Regions from separate parts of the Mus musculus genome. Here regions 2, 3, 4 and 5 are each linked to region 1. The links are chromatin contacts, called in public ChIA-PET, HiChIP or PLAC-seq and promoter capture Hi-C maps. All regions are on one chromosome and are shown on one strand. Each heading gives the region's core, a stretch centred on a gene start, on an enhancer-like site or on the middle of the called end of the contact. The rest is flanking DNA. Distances are from core to core; before and after follow the strand shown.

The links. Promoter capture Hi-C pulls out the DNA fragments that hold promoters and counts their contacts. ChIA-PET counts read pairs in DNA pulled down with a chosen protein or histone mark. HiChIP or PLAC-seq counts read pairs in DNA pulled down with a chosen protein or histone mark.
Region 2: an H3K4me3 HiChIP or PLAC-seq map of forebrain shows a contact between it and region 1, with 6 times the contacts expected there. The contact joins the enhancer-like site here to the promoter of Hs3st3a1 in region 1. A contact is called at or near these places in 8 of 39 promoter capture datasets (the 3T3-L1 cell line, the C10 cell line, HPC-7-derived erythroid cells and 4 more), 4 of 115 datasets of contacts at active chromatin or transcription factors (differentiating embryonic stem cells, embryonic stem cells, forebrain and 1 more) and 1 of 9 other capture datasets (embryonic stem cells).
Region 3: an H3K4me3 HiChIP or PLAC-seq map of embryonic limb bud shows a contact between it and region 1, with 3 times the contacts expected there. The contact joins the enhancer-like site here to the promoter of Hs3st3a1 in region 1. A contact is called at or near these places in 11 of 39 promoter capture datasets (the 3T3-L1 cell line, the C10 cell line, HPC-7-derived erythroid cells and 6 more), 2 of 484 Hi-C or Micro-C datasets (the N1E-115 cell line and liver), 4 of 115 datasets of contacts at active chromatin or transcription factors (embryonic forebrain, embryonic limb bud, embryonic stem cells and 1 more) and 2 of 9 other capture datasets (adipose tissue and embryonic stem cells).
Region 4: a promoter capture Hi-C map of liver shows a contact between it and region 1, with 2.6 times the contacts expected there. The contact joins the enhancer-like site here to the promoter of Hs3st3a1 in region 1. A contact is called at or near these places in 10 of 39 promoter capture datasets (the 3T3-L1 cell line, the C10 cell line, HPC-7-derived erythroid cells and 5 more), 4 of 115 datasets of contacts at active chromatin or transcription factors (craniofacial prominence, embryonic basal ganglia, fibro-adipogenic progenitors and 1 more) and 2 of 9 other capture datasets (embryonic stem cells and liver).
Region 5: a contact with region 1 is called in an RNA polymerase II ChIA-PET map of memory CD8 T cells, with 10 read pairs. The contact joins the enhancer-like site here to the promoter of Hs3st3a1 in region 1. A contact is called at or near these places in 11 of 39 promoter capture datasets (the 3T3-L1 cell line, 3T3-L1-derived adipocytes, cranial neural crest and 8 more), 26 of 484 Hi-C or Micro-C datasets (CD4 T cells, CD8 T cells, the N1E-115 cell line and 15 more), 18 of 115 datasets of contacts at active chromatin or transcription factors (acute myeloid leukemia, astrocytes, craniofacial prominence and 12 more) and 1 of 9 other capture datasets (liver).

What each region holds. Positions count from the first base shown.
Region 1 is chr11:64,433,888-64,436,767 of GRCm38.p6, forward strand. It overlaps Hs3st3a1 (heparan sulfate (glucosamine) 3-O-sulfotransferase 3A1), which reads left to right and starts at 1,445. Exons shown (of 2, transcript NM_178870.5): 1 at 1,445-2,739. The coding sequence starts at 2,180. It overlaps F930015N05Rik (RIKEN cDNA F930015N05 gene), which reads right to left and starts at 2,787. Exons shown (of 1, transcript NR_028445.1): 1 at 1-2,787.
Region 2 is chr11:63,517,629-63,520,508 of GRCm38.p6, forward strand. No RefSeq gene overlaps it. Among named protein-coding and RNA genes, the nearest start is that of Gm40016, 55 kb to the left of the region's middle. Within about 2 kb of position 1,428, at least 30 of the 459 cell types and tissues checked have an H3K27ac peak or open chromatin away from gene starts, as enhancers often do. A contact at or near this core is called in forebrain, where this site is marked.
Region 3 is chr11:63,787,997-63,790,876 of GRCm38.p6, forward strand. No RefSeq gene overlaps it. Among named protein-coding and RNA genes, the nearest start is that of Hs3st3b1, 130 kb to the right of the region's middle. Within about 2 kb of position 1,470, at least 14 of the 459 cell types and tissues checked have an H3K27ac peak or open chromatin away from gene starts, as enhancers often do. A contact at or near this core is called in the N1E-115 cell line and embryonic limb bud, where this site is marked.
Region 4 is chr11:63,861,561-63,864,440 of GRCm38.p6, forward strand. No RefSeq gene overlaps it. Among named protein-coding and RNA genes, the nearest start is that of Hs3st3b1, 59 kb to the right of the region's middle. Within about 2 kb of position 1,366, at least 40 of the 459 cell types and tissues checked have an H3K27ac peak or open chromatin away from gene starts, as enhancers often do. A contact at or near this core is called in craniofacial prominence and liver, where this site is marked.
Region 5 is chr11:63,907,239-63,910,118 of GRCm38.p6, forward strand. The region is part of intron 1 of Hs3st3b1 (heparan sulfate (glucosamine) 3-O-sulfotransferase 3B1); the gene reads right to left. Among named protein-coding and RNA genes, the nearest start is that of Hs3st3b1, 14 kb to the right of the region's middle. Within about 2 kb of position 1,438, at least 84 of the 459 cell types and tissues checked have an H3K27ac peak or open chromatin away from gene starts, as enhancers often do. A contact at or near this core is called in CD8 T cells, the N1E-115 cell line, acute myeloid leukemia and 3 more, where this site is marked.

The DNA.
Region 1 (2,880 bases), core at 195-2,694:
GGGGTTAGGGAGCTAGGAAGATGTCTACAGCGCACAGGATTGGGCTACAGTGACCAGGGCACAGCCCACATTGCCAGGTATCTTGCAGGAGACAGAAATAAGGAAGCAATACGATTAGGACAAAAATGAAATATCTGGTGGTGGAAGAGATGGCTCGGCAGTAAGAGCCCTGGCTGCTCTTCTAGAGGACCTGGTACAATTCCCAGCACCCACATCTAGGCTAACAACTGTCAGGAACTCCAGTTCAAAGAGATTTAGAACTCTCCAGCTGGCACCAGGTACCCACGTGGTGCACAGACACACATGCAGGCAAAACAGCCATACACATAAAATACAAATAAATGAAAAATTGAAAACAAAACCACCACAGAGTAACAGCCAAAGAAAGCAATCAAACCTTCAACATCTCCTGAAGATTTTACTACTCACCTCCCCAGGAGCCAGCAAGGGGCAGATTTTACCTCTTTGTGACTTGCTTTGGGGGCATGGGAAGGGTATCTAGGGGTCAGGGGAAATAAGAGAAAAAGGAACCCGTTGTTTAGGGAAGGACTCTTAACTCTCAAAGAGTGAAAACACATTCACGCATGTGGGTGGTGCACATATGCAAAGTATTAAACTTTATCAACAACTGGTTATACGGATTTGGAATTGTACTTATTATTTTTTAAATATAATTTCTGTTTTGGTGTATTTATTGATCTAGTTTCTAAGGGGTTCCTTTCCAGGTCCTATGAGACTCTTCATCTTTTTAAATAAATCCAAAGGAAAAACAAGCAAGCAAGCAAACTAACAGACAGACTTGTAAGGGCCCTCAGTGGACAGGGAAGTAGAAGGCAAGTCTGTACTGAAGCTGTCTCTTTGCCCAGACAAATGGGGGCGTGGCCTGCCAAGAACTCTTGGGAACAAAACTTCAGAAGTCTCTGGGATGAGAGGGGATGGGATGGGTGGGCTGGAGAAGGGTAGGAATACAGAAGCTGGGACCAGAGGGAATCAGGAAGTGGGGATCTGGGGGTGTTAAGGCTGCTAAGGACTAAGCTGAGCTGGAGAGGTCTGAGAACCCCCAATCCGGCAAGGGGTGGACTGGCTGGGCGTTAGACTCAGGCAATCATACAGGCGCTGTCAATCTGACAGCGCCCAGAGACCTAGGGGTGGAGGAGGAGGAAGGAGGAAAGGAGAGAGGGAGTGCGAGGAAGGGGCGTCTCCTCTGTCGTCCGCGCCCTCTCCAGTGTATTGGGCGGTGCCTCGTCACCTTTTTTTTTTTTTTTTGTCCCGGTCCCACCCCTTCTGCCTCTCTAGCCCGGCCCCTGCGCCTCTGCTCTGCACCCTAGAGCGGATCCCCGCGTTGGTCTGGCCTGGGCCGTTGACGTCACCACCAAGTTTGCTGTCCTTCGCGTCCCACGTGTGGCGGTAGCGGCTGAGGAGGCTGCGGGGAGAGCCCAAGAGCACAGTGGCAGCGGTGGCTGACAGGTCCCGCACAGCGGGGCCCCTCCAAGCTGTTCCCAGCTGGGGCCCCAGAGGAGTGGGTAGACTTCCGGAGCGCTCAAGAGGCCAGAAGGCTTGAGTCCCATTCGGATAGAGGGACTAGGGGGACTTTGCTTGCTCGGTTGCTGAGACGAGCTGAGCCAGGACTCAGGGCACGCTCCTGGGCGGGCCAGGAGAGCAGAAGCTGGAAAAAGGGTCACTCGTTCTAACCGGAGCGTACACAATTCTTCGGCCCGAGAGTCCTGCGCCCGCTCCACGGGGGACTGAGCCAAGGATGTGTTATCGCTGAGCCAAGTTCCGCACCGCTCAGGACCCTGCTGAGCCGAGCACCTTCGCCACTGCCGCCGCAGAGACTCCCTTGCCGGGCGACTCTCGGAGACCCAGGGCGCGGAGCTCTGCGCAGCTAGGCTCAGGACTCGGGCGCGTTTCAGACCCAAGACCATGGTTTCTTAAGCACGGCCCCGCACCCCTTTCCTCCTCGTCGCCCGAAGCCCAGGACCCCAAGAAGGGCTCGCAGTGCTTGGTCCCTAGTTCCAGCCCCTGCTGCCGCCCAGCGGGGCAGCTCTCAGGCACGCAGGGCGGCTCAGGCGATGCGGCCGCGGGGCAGCACGCTGGCTGGCAGCGGGGATGGCGGAGCTCCCAGCACAGTCGTGGCCTAGCATGGCCCGCTCGCCGTCCGAGGTCGCCTCTGGCTAGGATGGCCCCCTCGGGTCCCACCGGCGCCCAGCCCAGCCCGGCGGAGCCACTGTCGCGCAGCATCTTCAGGAAGTTCTTGCTGATGCTCTGCTCGCTACTCACTTCCCTCTACGTCTTCTACTGCCTGGCGGAGCGCTGCCCACCCGGCTCGGGCCCCGTCGCGGGGGTCCCGGGGCGCGGCGTCCCTGCAGGACCCAGGGAACTGGCGATGTGGCCCGCGGGAGCGCCAAGGAAGCGCCTCCTGCAGCTGAGGCAACGGAGGAGGCGCGGGCGGTCGGGGCCAGGAGACAGCAGCGACCAGGAGGAGCAGAGCCCTGGGCTGGCCGCCGCACCAGGAGGCTCCGGGGCGGGAAGCAGCGTGGCCGAGGCCCAGCCGGGGACCCTGGCCTTACTTCTGGACGAGGGCAGCAAGCAGCTGCCGCAGGCCATCATCATCGGCGTGAAGAAGGGCGGCACGCGGGCGCTGCTGGAGTTCCTGCGCGTGCACCCCGACGTGCGTGCCGTGGGTGCTGAGCCCCACTTTTTTGACCGCAGCTACCACAAGGGCCTCGCCTGGTACCGGTGAGCGCGGGGACCCCCATGGGTACTTCTGAGCGCTGGCTGTGCAGAGGGGGAGACTAGGAAGGGATGGCAAAGGGGGAGCAGTAGCTGTTCCCATCTTGGGCTCCCGTTCTTCTCCCTTGGGGAGGGGCAGATGGAGAG
Region 2 (2,880 bases), core at 178-2,677, 920 kb before region 1:
ACTTCAGTTCAGGAATTGGCCCCAACACTGGCCTGAGAGCATGTCTGTGCGACATTTTCTTCATTAATGACTGATGGGGGAGGACACAGCTCACTGTGAGTGGTGCTACCCTTGGTCAGGGGCACCTGAGTTCCATGAGGAAGCAGTACTCCTCCATGGTAACTATTTCAGTTCCTGCCTCCAGGGTCCTGCCTTGAGCCCCTGTCCCAGCTTCCCTCAGTGATGGTCTGCAATCTGTAAGCCAAACAAACTCTTTCCTCCCTCACAGCCACAGAAATCAAACTAGGACAATTTTCAAAGGACCAGAAATGAGTTGTATAAAATGAAGTTTTCTCTGCAGCATGCCTGGAACTTTGTTTACTCTAAGGTTGTTGGGCTGAGTGTATCAAAAAAAAAAAAAAACCCTTGAAATACTCATTTTATTGATCCGCACACCCAAGAGGTGCCATCAGAAATAAAAGGAGACATCTGAAATGTTTAATTATTGCTATTGGTGATACAGAAAACCTGAATTGAACACAAAGATTCTGCAAAAGAGGACTGGCCAGTCTGCCTATAGAACATTTGTAATGTCGTTTTGAATAAGAATTCACATTGGCATGGATAAAACTCTAATTGTACTTTAAAAGAAAATAAGTGCCCACCCACACACAGAGAAAAAGAGTGAGCACTGAAGAACACTTGCTCCCCAAAGACAACCAGGTGCTAGGATTAGCATTTCCGGCCTTTCTTCACTTCTTGTGATTATCTTTATTCAGCATTTTTATATTCTGCCTTCTGTAACATTACTCATGTAGTTTAATGTAAAAATTCATTTTGAAATGCTATGAATAGGAGGGAGATACTTCTGAAACATTCACACTGAAATTTGGAGTCAATAATAAAACCCCTTAAGTGTGCTTAGTGCCCTTCTCAGTGAACAGATGCCTTCCGACAGTGTCCCCCTAGGCCTGCTTCTCCTTGCTCCAGATGACACGAGGAACCCACCCATGCCAGGTTACCACAATAATCTTGGTAACTGCAGGCAGTGAAAATGTCGCTAGAGGTGTGTCGAGGAATACAACTAACAGTTATCCTCACTTCTCATATAGATGGAAGGTAGCAGTCTGGACCAACAGCTGCAGAGTCCACCGGCCACAAAGCCCACCACAAACAAAGGCCCCCTTGAAAAAAATCCGAGTTACATGAAGAAATCTCAAGTGCGTGATATGATTTACAAAAATTAAATTGGCAAGGAATGTGGCAATAAAGTTGTCTAATGTGTTCCAGAGTGCCGTGTGAGATGATTTAAGGTAGCCAAGAGCGAAAGTGATTTAAAATTGCCTGCCGAGCAGTGACCATTTTCAGAGCCTCTGAGTCTTGGGTTGAATGTGAAGCCTCCAGTTCAAAGGCCTATTGCAGGGCCTGACAGGAGGAAGTGAGAGGCCAGCTGGACCTGTGCCAGAGGATATAACAAAGAATGCACACTGCACACCCAGCCTGGGGCTCACACTCACACACTAACAATGGTTCTTTCTCCCCTTGTTTGAAAAGCAACCAAGTCGGCTTCCAGCTTCTACCGTTGTAGATAAGAAAACCATGTCCGTTCCCTCTGCTCTGTCTCTGGGGCCCTCTGACCCTATTCTTGCTTTATCTGCTCCACAGGGTGCAGGTCTCCCGATGGATGGTCATAATGGTATGAAGCAAGCATCATGCCTACCTAGGATGTGCTGCTCTTGGCAAAACAGACTAAAGCTGGCAATGTGGCTCAGTGGTAAAAACACTTGTATCCGAGTCTGACAGCTTCTTGAGTTCTATCCTGGGACTCACATAGATAGGAGAGAGAGAGAACCAACTCCTTCAAGTTGTCCTCTGATCTCTACATAGGTGTTATGGTATGCATTTGCACACACATGAGAGAGAGAGAGAGAGAGAAAGAGAGAGAGAGAGAGAGAGAGAACGGCCAGGCAGTGGTGGCGCATGCCTTTATTCCCAACACTTTGGAGGCAGAGGCAGGCGGATTTCTGAGTTTGAGGCCAGCCTGGTCTACAGAGTGAGTTCCAGGACAGCCAGGGCTACACAGAGAAACCCTGTCTCGAAAACCAAAACCAAAACCAAAAGTCTTTATGATTTGGTTTAATTCTGTGGCCATTTAACAGAATAATAGTGGAAAGTTCTCCCCTGGGGTCTATAATCTGCCTAGCCACAGGTTCTTCACCCAACAGTGGTTCCAGGTACGAGTTTCATTTTGTGGAGCAGAACTTAAATCCTATCACAAAGTGATAAGTTACTCCCATGATGTTTGTCACTACTGCACCCGTGGCACATCTTGCCAGGGAGGCCATTATGGCAGCCTAACATGTTCCCAGCGTGGTAAGACAATGCTTATGCTTCTCCCCTGGTAGCATGCAGAGTCCCCTCCAACACTGGAAGCTATCAGGTAGGGAGTGAAGCTCCCAGCTTAGCGTCAGCTTAGTTTCTCCACGTTCCGTGGCTCTAGTAGGTGGTGACTTCAGCAGTAGGGTCTTACTATCAATGTCTAGAGGGAAACAAACAAACCAGTGGGGAACAATTTCAAAATAAATAGCCCATTTCTTGAACCAGGCTATTTATTTGTTAGTCTGTGACATCAAGTGGGGGCACTAGTTGCCCTGCTATAGGAAAACTCTATTGTATTGTCTCTTTCTTCCTCCCTCTCTCAAAAAAGTAATAGGAAACCCATTCATGTATATGAATATATGCATGCATGTGAGCACACAAACACACACACACACACACACACACACACACACACACACACACAGAAACAAACTCATATATATGAGAGGGGAAGAGAGAGAAAATGGAGTTTTCCTGTAAGATGGCATGGTTTCCATATTACATTTTGAAAGTCCTTAATGT
Region 3 (2,880 bases), core at 220-2,719, 650 kb before region 1:
TCACAGAACTGCAGAAGGATTCAGGGAAGGAACTGGGGAAGGCAGAGGAGAAGTTCACTATCAAGCTAGAAATATCAAGCTGTATACTCAGCGATTAGACCAAAGAACTCCTCCCCCCATTTCATGAAGAGAGCAAAGATACGCACTCCAAACCCTGTGTGGCAACACAGGACATACAAGAAAACTTGTCTCCGGAATACTACAGAAAGCTTTCACCTCCTAAGGAACTCTCCTAAGGAATTGGTCAAATCATGTGTTAGAGAAGCTGGTCTGTATTTAGCAGTGCCTAACCAAGATCTCTAGTTGCTAAGCCTACTTCCCCTCTGTGATGCGAGTCTGGGCATTTTTTCTCAAAGGTTAGAAGCTACGTGAGGAGCTTAATGTTAGGAGCTTGCGATTACATCACTACCAAAAACCTGGGGCTTCTCTCCCTTTGATCAACTCTGAAGACTGTGGAATCAGAGAAGGCATGTTGAGGTCCTAGTTACACCAACAGGGAATGTTGGGAAGTCCTTTCATCCCTCTGTACCTCAATCTCCTTATCTGTGAAATGGGGGCATCCTAATACTAACTTTATATGGTCATAATCAGGGCTTGCACATAAAATATCTTAAAAATAATTTTCAAATACAACTTCATAAGGAAGGAAATCTTGTTGTCAAGAATTGAACAAGCTGATAGCCAGGTGTGGTGATGTACTCTTGTAACCACAGCACTTGGAAGACGAAGACAGGAGAATAGAGAGTTCAAGTTCATTTTTAGCTACAGAGTGAGCTCAAGGCCAGCCTGGGTGGACTGCATGATCTCTTTTTCTCTCCCCGCCCTGCCTACATGCACTTCAACAAGCCTAGTGTGGTAGTGCATACCTAAAATCCTAGCAGTCAGGAAACTGAGACAGGTAGTTAAGGAGATTGAGAGCTCAAGGCTTGCCACTGCTAAACAGGAAGATGTTGTCTTAAGAAGAAATAATTTGATCGTCACTATACCCATGCATGACCCTGTGCCCATCTTGTCCAGGCAGCCGTCTCCATCAGACCTTGTTGCTGTACTCCTCTGATAATGTCCCGTGGAATCCCTTTTAACTATTTCCCAGCCTCAGGATCTACCTTCATGGTGTGGATCTAACCTCTGTGGCTCAACGTTGTCTATGGCAGCATTGAATACATCCCCTCTGGGCCATAAAACAGAGCTCTCAGGCACTACTCCATCCTGCCCTCTAATGGAAAGAGTTTCAAGGGGAGAGAGGGACAGAGAGCGAGTGCCACCAAGAAGAGGGAAGAAGCAGGGTCCCTCCAAGATGCAGTGGGCATGAAAGCGAAAACAAACAGCTTTAACCCTGCAACTCTTTAGACTTCTATGGGAAGAAGATCCAGAAACCACCTCCAGCAAAGGACAAAAATACCCACAATGCTTAGCTGTAGCTTATTACATTCTCAAAACACTCTCCCACGCTGTTCACTGGTAGTGTCTCAGAAGCGATCTGGGCAGATGAGAAGCTAAGAGTGTAAAGATTCAGCTGACTTGCTCAAGGCCAGTAAAGCATAAAGCAGACACCAAACACAAAAGCTTGGTGCACACCCTGTGCCCTTCTGTACTGTTTCCTCTGGGTCCAGAGCGATGCTTCCATAGTGTACAGAAATGCAACCAGGCCTCTGTTCAGTTGTTCAGCGACTCAGAGAGGAGTGAGGCTTCTGCCCAGCTGGGGAAGCTCTGCTTGGTGACAAAGAATACTGGAGGAAGTGTACAGTATGCAGGGAACCCAGGCGCTTGTCCCTGGAGGGTAGTTAAAGGCCAAAAGACACCTGCCCTGCCAGAATAGCAGGAGTTTGAATTCCTCTAAACATAGCAAGGTGGACTCAGTCACCTCCAGCCATATGGACTTCATTATCCTGGGAGCCTGCATGAGCTGAGCATTACTGGGTTACAGCGCGCTCTGGATGATGTTATGGTCAATTGATCCAAATTGGATTATTAAGAAGGAAGCTTGGCTATTAGAGGTTTTCCCTTTGTGCTTGGGGATGATGCTCTGAGAGGAACGCTGGTGACTAAGCCTCAGATGCCTTGATAGGAGTCGATCCAGGGTGGAGTTTTCTGGGCTCTTGTGCAGACAATCTTTGTGAGTTTGATAAACAGTCCCCCAGCGGAGGACTGAAAACATCTTGGCATTGTGACAGACCTGATATCAACAAGCTCGTGCAAATACTATAACTTCTTTCCTTACATTCTTCATTTTTGAGTCTAACAGACTTTGGACTTGATTCATTTCGAACAGTGTAATTTTTTTTTTTTTACAAGTCCAACATAAAAACCTTGATTCAGCATGTCTCATTTTACAGGAAGTTATAGTAACCCTGTTGCCTTCTGGTCAGATCCTATGGAAGGTCCTTGACTTTGGTAAGGATAATTTAAGGTTTTTAGAAATGACCTAATATAAACTCCTTTGCCCTAGGGAAGTTCTTCTGTGTTGTTCTTCTTTTCTTTTGCTTTGCTTTTCAGTCAAAGAACAATGGGAAAGAAAAAAGGGGAAGGGGGAGGCGTCACTCTAAAGTTTTCAAGATCTGAAGCGACTGAACAAGTTAGAAGCAAACACTAATTTTAAGATATAATCGCATGAATATAAACAGTGACGGTTCCGTGAAGAGAATTCACTCACCTCGGCCCTTGGAGAATAGACAGGTACAGAAGATAAGAATTTCAGAAAAGACTGGGTGTGGTGGAGAACACCTGCAATCCCGGAGGCTGCGGCAGGAGGATTACAAGTTCAAAGGCAGTCTACATCATGTACTAAGATCCCAGGCAGCCTGGGCTACTTACTGATTTTTTTTTTTAATTCTAGAAAAGAAAAAAAAAAACTCAATAAATTACCAGGAATGCAGGGAA
Region 4 (2,880 bases), core at 116-2,615, 570 kb before region 1:
GCTTCCAACCGCTGTTTCTTACAATCACCTTCCCATACCGACTACCTACACAACAGCTTAGTCTCTGTTCCTGCTTCTGCATGCTATGGCTAGGACCTCAAGAAGTGCACATCAAAAGCTGCCTCTTTCTTTATCTTCATTTCTTTCTCTGGTTCCTATTAAACATGGCTGAGCAAGGATCTTTCGAATGAAGAGCCTGCTTTCACAGCTTGTGCCTTCTCTTCAGGAGATTCCAGCTGTCCCAAAGACAGACTAGCCCAGGCAAGATACAGTAAAGCTCTGTTTTCCAGAGCAGTGACAGGGCACTGTTTTCATCAAGCGCTGGGATTCCAGCTTCCTCAACTTATACTGGTCAACTATATCCAGTTTCTGCACCTCCAGGATCTCCGAAGAGAATCCCTGGAGGATCTTCTGCTGGGTTGGGTAAGCTTCTGCCCCAGCAGTTCCAGCAACCCTGACTGGGTGACTGTGACCCACAGTGTGCTGTGCAGCTTCCTGGTCCCTGCCACCCTCCTGGTGACCAGGGGTTAGGGTAGGCACTGACCCTAGTTATCTATATCCCTTGATCTTGGTCTGGTCCTTTGGCCTTTGACCCCAGTGTCTGTTGCTTTCAAGCATTATCCTGTTCTTTCTGTTGAAGTCACCACTCTGTTCCTGTCCTGCTGCACTGAGCTGACTGTCAACACTACAGCAAACAAGGGAAAGGAAGGGGGAGGGAAGAGGGCGAGCAGTTTCATTGGCTCAGCTGGGTGGTTAGAAAGAAAGGTTGCTTCTCTTTGTTTCTTCTTGAAGCAAATAACTTGTTTAACTTGGATTGATTGGCCATTTGACCTGGGCTCCCAGGGGCCCCGGGGCAGCCTGATAGAGTCAGTAAATAGATGGGGAGAGTATAGGTTCAAGGACTTCTTTCTTCTACTTCAGATCTGCCACAAGGAAAGAGGAACCACGACTGCCTTCTCCCCCTTTTTAAACATTCTGTTTTGAAAACACATTCTTAACATTTTGCTTACAAAACAACAAATCCTTCTCTAAGGTCTCCATCCAGGCCTTAGTTATTATACTAGGTCTTCAAAGAAAAAGCTTTGTGGGTTCTCTCCAGTATCCTACCAACTCAGATTCTGGCTTTAAGAAAGAAAGAAAGAAAGAAAGAAAGAAAGAAAGAAAGAAAGAAAGGAAGGAAGGAAGGAAGAAAGAAAGAAAGAAAGAAAGAAAGAAAGAAAGAAAGAAAGAAAGAAAGAAAGAAAATCAAGGGGAAAAAAAAAACCCTGCCTATACCAAAGGTAAATTGCAAACATTGGAGGATGGGCCCTGGGTGACAACAAACCACAAAGGTACATGAGTCACAAACAGGGATCAAAGCCAATGACTGGAGCCCAGTAAGAAGTATGGACTTGGCAAGAAAACCATCAAAAGCAAACACTTGGAAAGTGCAGTGTCATTTAGTTTAAACTGAATGTGTTAAAAATGTCTGTGTAGTTCAGACGAGTGCTTTTGCACTTATTACTCCTTCCTGCCTTTCTTCCTTTCTTCCTTCCTTCCTTTCTTTCTTTCTTTCTTTCTTTCTTTCTTTCTTTCTTTCTTTCTTTCTTTCTTTCTTCCTTCCTTCCTTCCTTCCTTCCTTCCTTCCTTCCTTCCTTGATTTCTTTCTTTCTTTCTTCCTCACCCTCTCTTCTCAGTAATGAAAATGAAAACATGTAACAGCTGCGAGTTTATGCCAATTCATTTTTTTAAATCTTTTATTTACTGATGTGTGGGTCAGGATGACAACTGTCAGAGAGTCACTTCTCTCCCTCTACCATGTGGGATGCAGGAATTGAACTCATATCCCCAGGCTTAGCCGCAAGCTCCTGTACCTGCTGAGCCATCTCACTGGCTCCCTGATTGATTTTTTTTTTGACAAAACAAATAAAGTAATATGATGCAGAAGCTTGAGTATTTGAGGGTTGGCTGGTTAGTTTGTTGACCAGTTCTCACGCCACAGCCCAAGCTGCGGTCGAGCTTTCTAATGCCTCCTACTTCAGCACTATACACATGTAATTCCACGCCAGGATCTATGTTTTTAAATTCTTATTCACACTTTACATTTCCCGACAAGTAATTGGATGACATTAATTAAAAGCCTTAAAAGTGTTTATTCCCTTGACCCAGAAATTTACAATTTATAAGTCTATACCAAACAATTATTTAGTACTTTGACTTATATGACTCAAAATTCCCAGTTCTGATCACAGCTACACAAACCTGAAGGCTGGATGAAGAGGGGAGGGGGGGGAGAGGGAGAGGGAGAGAGAGAACAAGAAAAGGAAGCATAATTGGTCCTAGGTTTAGTGAAGGAGAACGTTTATTGCAGACACGTGGGAGGGAGAGCATAGCCAGAGGCAGGGACATGTGGGTCAGTCGCGTGGGTGGACATGACCCTGAACCATGTGGGGAGAGAAGGGAGAGGGAACCAGGTGCAGCAGCCAGGAGACCCAAAAGTACCAAGAGAGGAGAGAGCCACCATGCCGGGATTGTAGAGGAAGAGCAGCCTAGACCACTGAGCTGGAGACACTTAGGGTAGGGGACCCTCTAACAGGTGGGGACTGAGGGATGCAAGGAGAACCTGGTGGCCATGTCTGCTTTGACGTGTTAAATAGACACCTCAGCCTTTTGTCCCAGGTTTGAAACCTAACATCTGAAATTTACCTTCCTTCATAGAATTGGATTGGAACACATACTATGGCATATACTGTCACTGAATGGCATTCAGCTCTCAAAATTGCCATGAAAACTGCTGTAATGCTCAGAAAGTGATTAACAAAAGCATTTATGTATGCTTCTATATCCACATAGGATCTCAATATAGCTATATGTGATATATCTATAAATGCTCACATGGAA
Region 5 (2,880 bases), core at 188-2,687, 530 kb before region 1:
TAAATTAGCCTAGCTATAAACCAGACAGTGGATTTGTCTGTTGAGTCAGTGATGGGAAGGGGGGGGGGACCCCAGCCACTGGCTAGGTCTCTATAATTTCTTATCCCCTGACCCAGCCTCTCCTTTGGTGGTCAGATAAAAGGGCACAGCAACACAGTTTACACTGTGCAAAAGAATGAAGAGGGTGTTTTGTTGTTGCTGCTGTGTTTTGAGATAGAGGTTGTACTAAGTAGCCTCAAGCCGAGATCCTCCTGCTTGCTTGCCAAGTGCTGGGAGTTTAGGTGTGCACTACACCGTCTTTGCTAGAGTTGACCATCTTAATGACGTTTGGCAACTGAGGCCTGAGGTTGATGGCTCATGCCTACAGTATACTTGGCTAGCATGTACAAGGACCCGGGTTCAATGCTCAGGAAGAAGTTTGACATTGAGGGAAACAAAAATGAAATGTGTTGAGATCAGAAAGAAAGAAAGAAAGAAAGAAAGAAAGAAAGAAAGAAAGAAAGAAAGAAAGAAAGAAAGAAAGAGAGAAAGAAAGAAAGAGAGAAAGAAAGAAAGAGAGAAAGAAAGAAAGAACCAACCAAAAGGGTGGGGTTGGTTGGAAATAAGGAGCCAATGAGGATAGAATCGGCCATATAGCCCTCATCCCTGGCCCCTGGAACGGGGAGGGGGTTGACCACATCCTCAGACAGATGGCTACCTACAGGCCCACCCATTGACTGCCGAATGGGTACCCTGGCTCCAGCATCCCCCTCTTCAGCACCCAGGAATGCTGTGTGGAGAGTCTGCAGCTGCTCCAGCTGCAGGTCTCTCTTGGAAGTAGAATTTCTAATTACAGGGCTTTCCTTTAATGACAGACTCCACCCCAACAACCAGCAGTCACTTTGAGGATGTATACCCTCTCCCTCATCATGAAGGCGCTCTAGCAATGGCCTTTGATTCTAGGCGCCATCTTTTCTGCTCACCAGCAAAAGCAGTCCTTGCTGAAAACTGTTCAACAGAATTGTAACTTTGGCTTCCGGGATGAAATACTTGGGGCACGGGCATGGAAACACAGGATAGCACTTATTAGTCATTCATCATTGTGACCAAACACTTGATAAGAAGCACCCTGAGAGAGGAAGGACTTAACAAGGCACAGTTCTACTGAGGGAAAGGCACAACAACATCATCATGATAGGATGAGGTGAGGCGGGAACCCTCACCTCAACTATTGGCAAAAGCGTGCTAGTCAGGACAAACAAAAAGCAAGTGCCCGATACACTGCCAAGTATATCAAACTGCATCTGTCTTAGTTTTGTGGCTGTGATTAAAAAATACCCCGAACAAACTGAAGGGAGAAAGTACTTCTGTGGGTTGTAGTTTCGGAGAGATACAATCTATCAGGGCAAGAAAGATATGGTGGTGGAAACAGGAAGTTGCCTGGATCCCAGAGCAGTCACAGGAAGTACAGTGTGGACAGGAAGTGCAGCCTGCTGAAGAAGGTTCATGACTTTCCAGGCAGCACCAGCTGTGAACAACCATTTAAAGCTGTGTGCAGGTGGAGAGCGTCTCCCATCCAAACACAAGAGCAACTCCAAAGAGCAAAACCCAAAGCAGGAAGCATCCCAATAACAAAATAAATGCCTTCTGAGACCCCCTCACGCCTTCTTCCTGCTTCCTGGGTCCATCGCTGGTCCCCATGACAGTCCTCAGACAGAGAGAGCTCAGAAGTTATTCTATGGGGAAGGAGAAGCAGGCGGGTTTTAGAACTGGGGCAAAATCCCAATTAAGTCCAAGTCAAAGCACAATTGACACGTGGGCTTCAAGTAGAACAAATTTTTGGTTTTTTTGTTTTTTTTTTTGCGTAAGCTTATTATTAAGAAAAACTTGAGAATAAATAAACAAATCACACACTATAGCTAACCAGACCCAACATCAATAAAACCTAATGAACATATATTCCGTTAGAACAGCATTCACAGCAGAAGGTTGTGAAGTTTCACGTTAAACTTTACACTTTCAGGGCTGGAGAGATGACTCAGCTGTTAAGAGCACTGGCCGCTCTTCTCAAGGTCCTGAGTTCAACTCCCAGCAACCAGATGATGGCTCACAACCATCTGTAATGAGGTCTGATGCCCTCTTCTGGTGTGTCTGAAGACAGAGACAGTGTACTCGTGTGTGTGTGTGTGTGTGTGTGTGTGTGTGTGTGTGTGTGTATGTATAAACAAATCTTTAAAAAAAATCAAAACAAACAAAAAAACACATTTCAGTGTCAAATATATCTTATGCACTAACCACCACTCCACACTAAAACCCCCTCCACAGAGTTAGAAGAAGAAAAACAATGAGCTTTCTATCCTCTTCATAACTGTTGTCTGTCACCTGTGCTCATCTAAGGCCTTCCTCATCTCCTTACATAAGGAGATGTACAGTAGGCCTCCCAGCCATTCCCTGCGAGTGTTCTTTATTCAGAACACAAAATCCTCAGGAGCCTGTTTTTGGGTTTCCAGCTGCAACTGGAAGAATATACAATCCTAAAAATAACTAAAAATGAGTGAGTGGGTGGCTGTGCTCTGGGGGGGGGGGGGGGTGGAGGCAGCCCTACCCAGGAGCTGCACCTTCACTGGGGTGTCCTATAACCTCAGTACACTGGATATGGGGAGGGCACAGTTCTAAGCCAGGGCTGATCAGCAGTTTTGATCACGTCTACTCGCCTTCGTGGAAGGCTCCAGACAGAACCAGGTTACTCTGTAGTCTAGGCAGGGACAGGCCTAAGCCATGTGGGAATGAGGGCAATTGGGAGCCAATGTGGTTTCTCCAGGTCTCAGAAGTCTGAGCCCTAAAAAATGAAGGTTGGCCCTGCCCATGTAGCATTCCTACACTGGCCTCCTGGCTCATGAG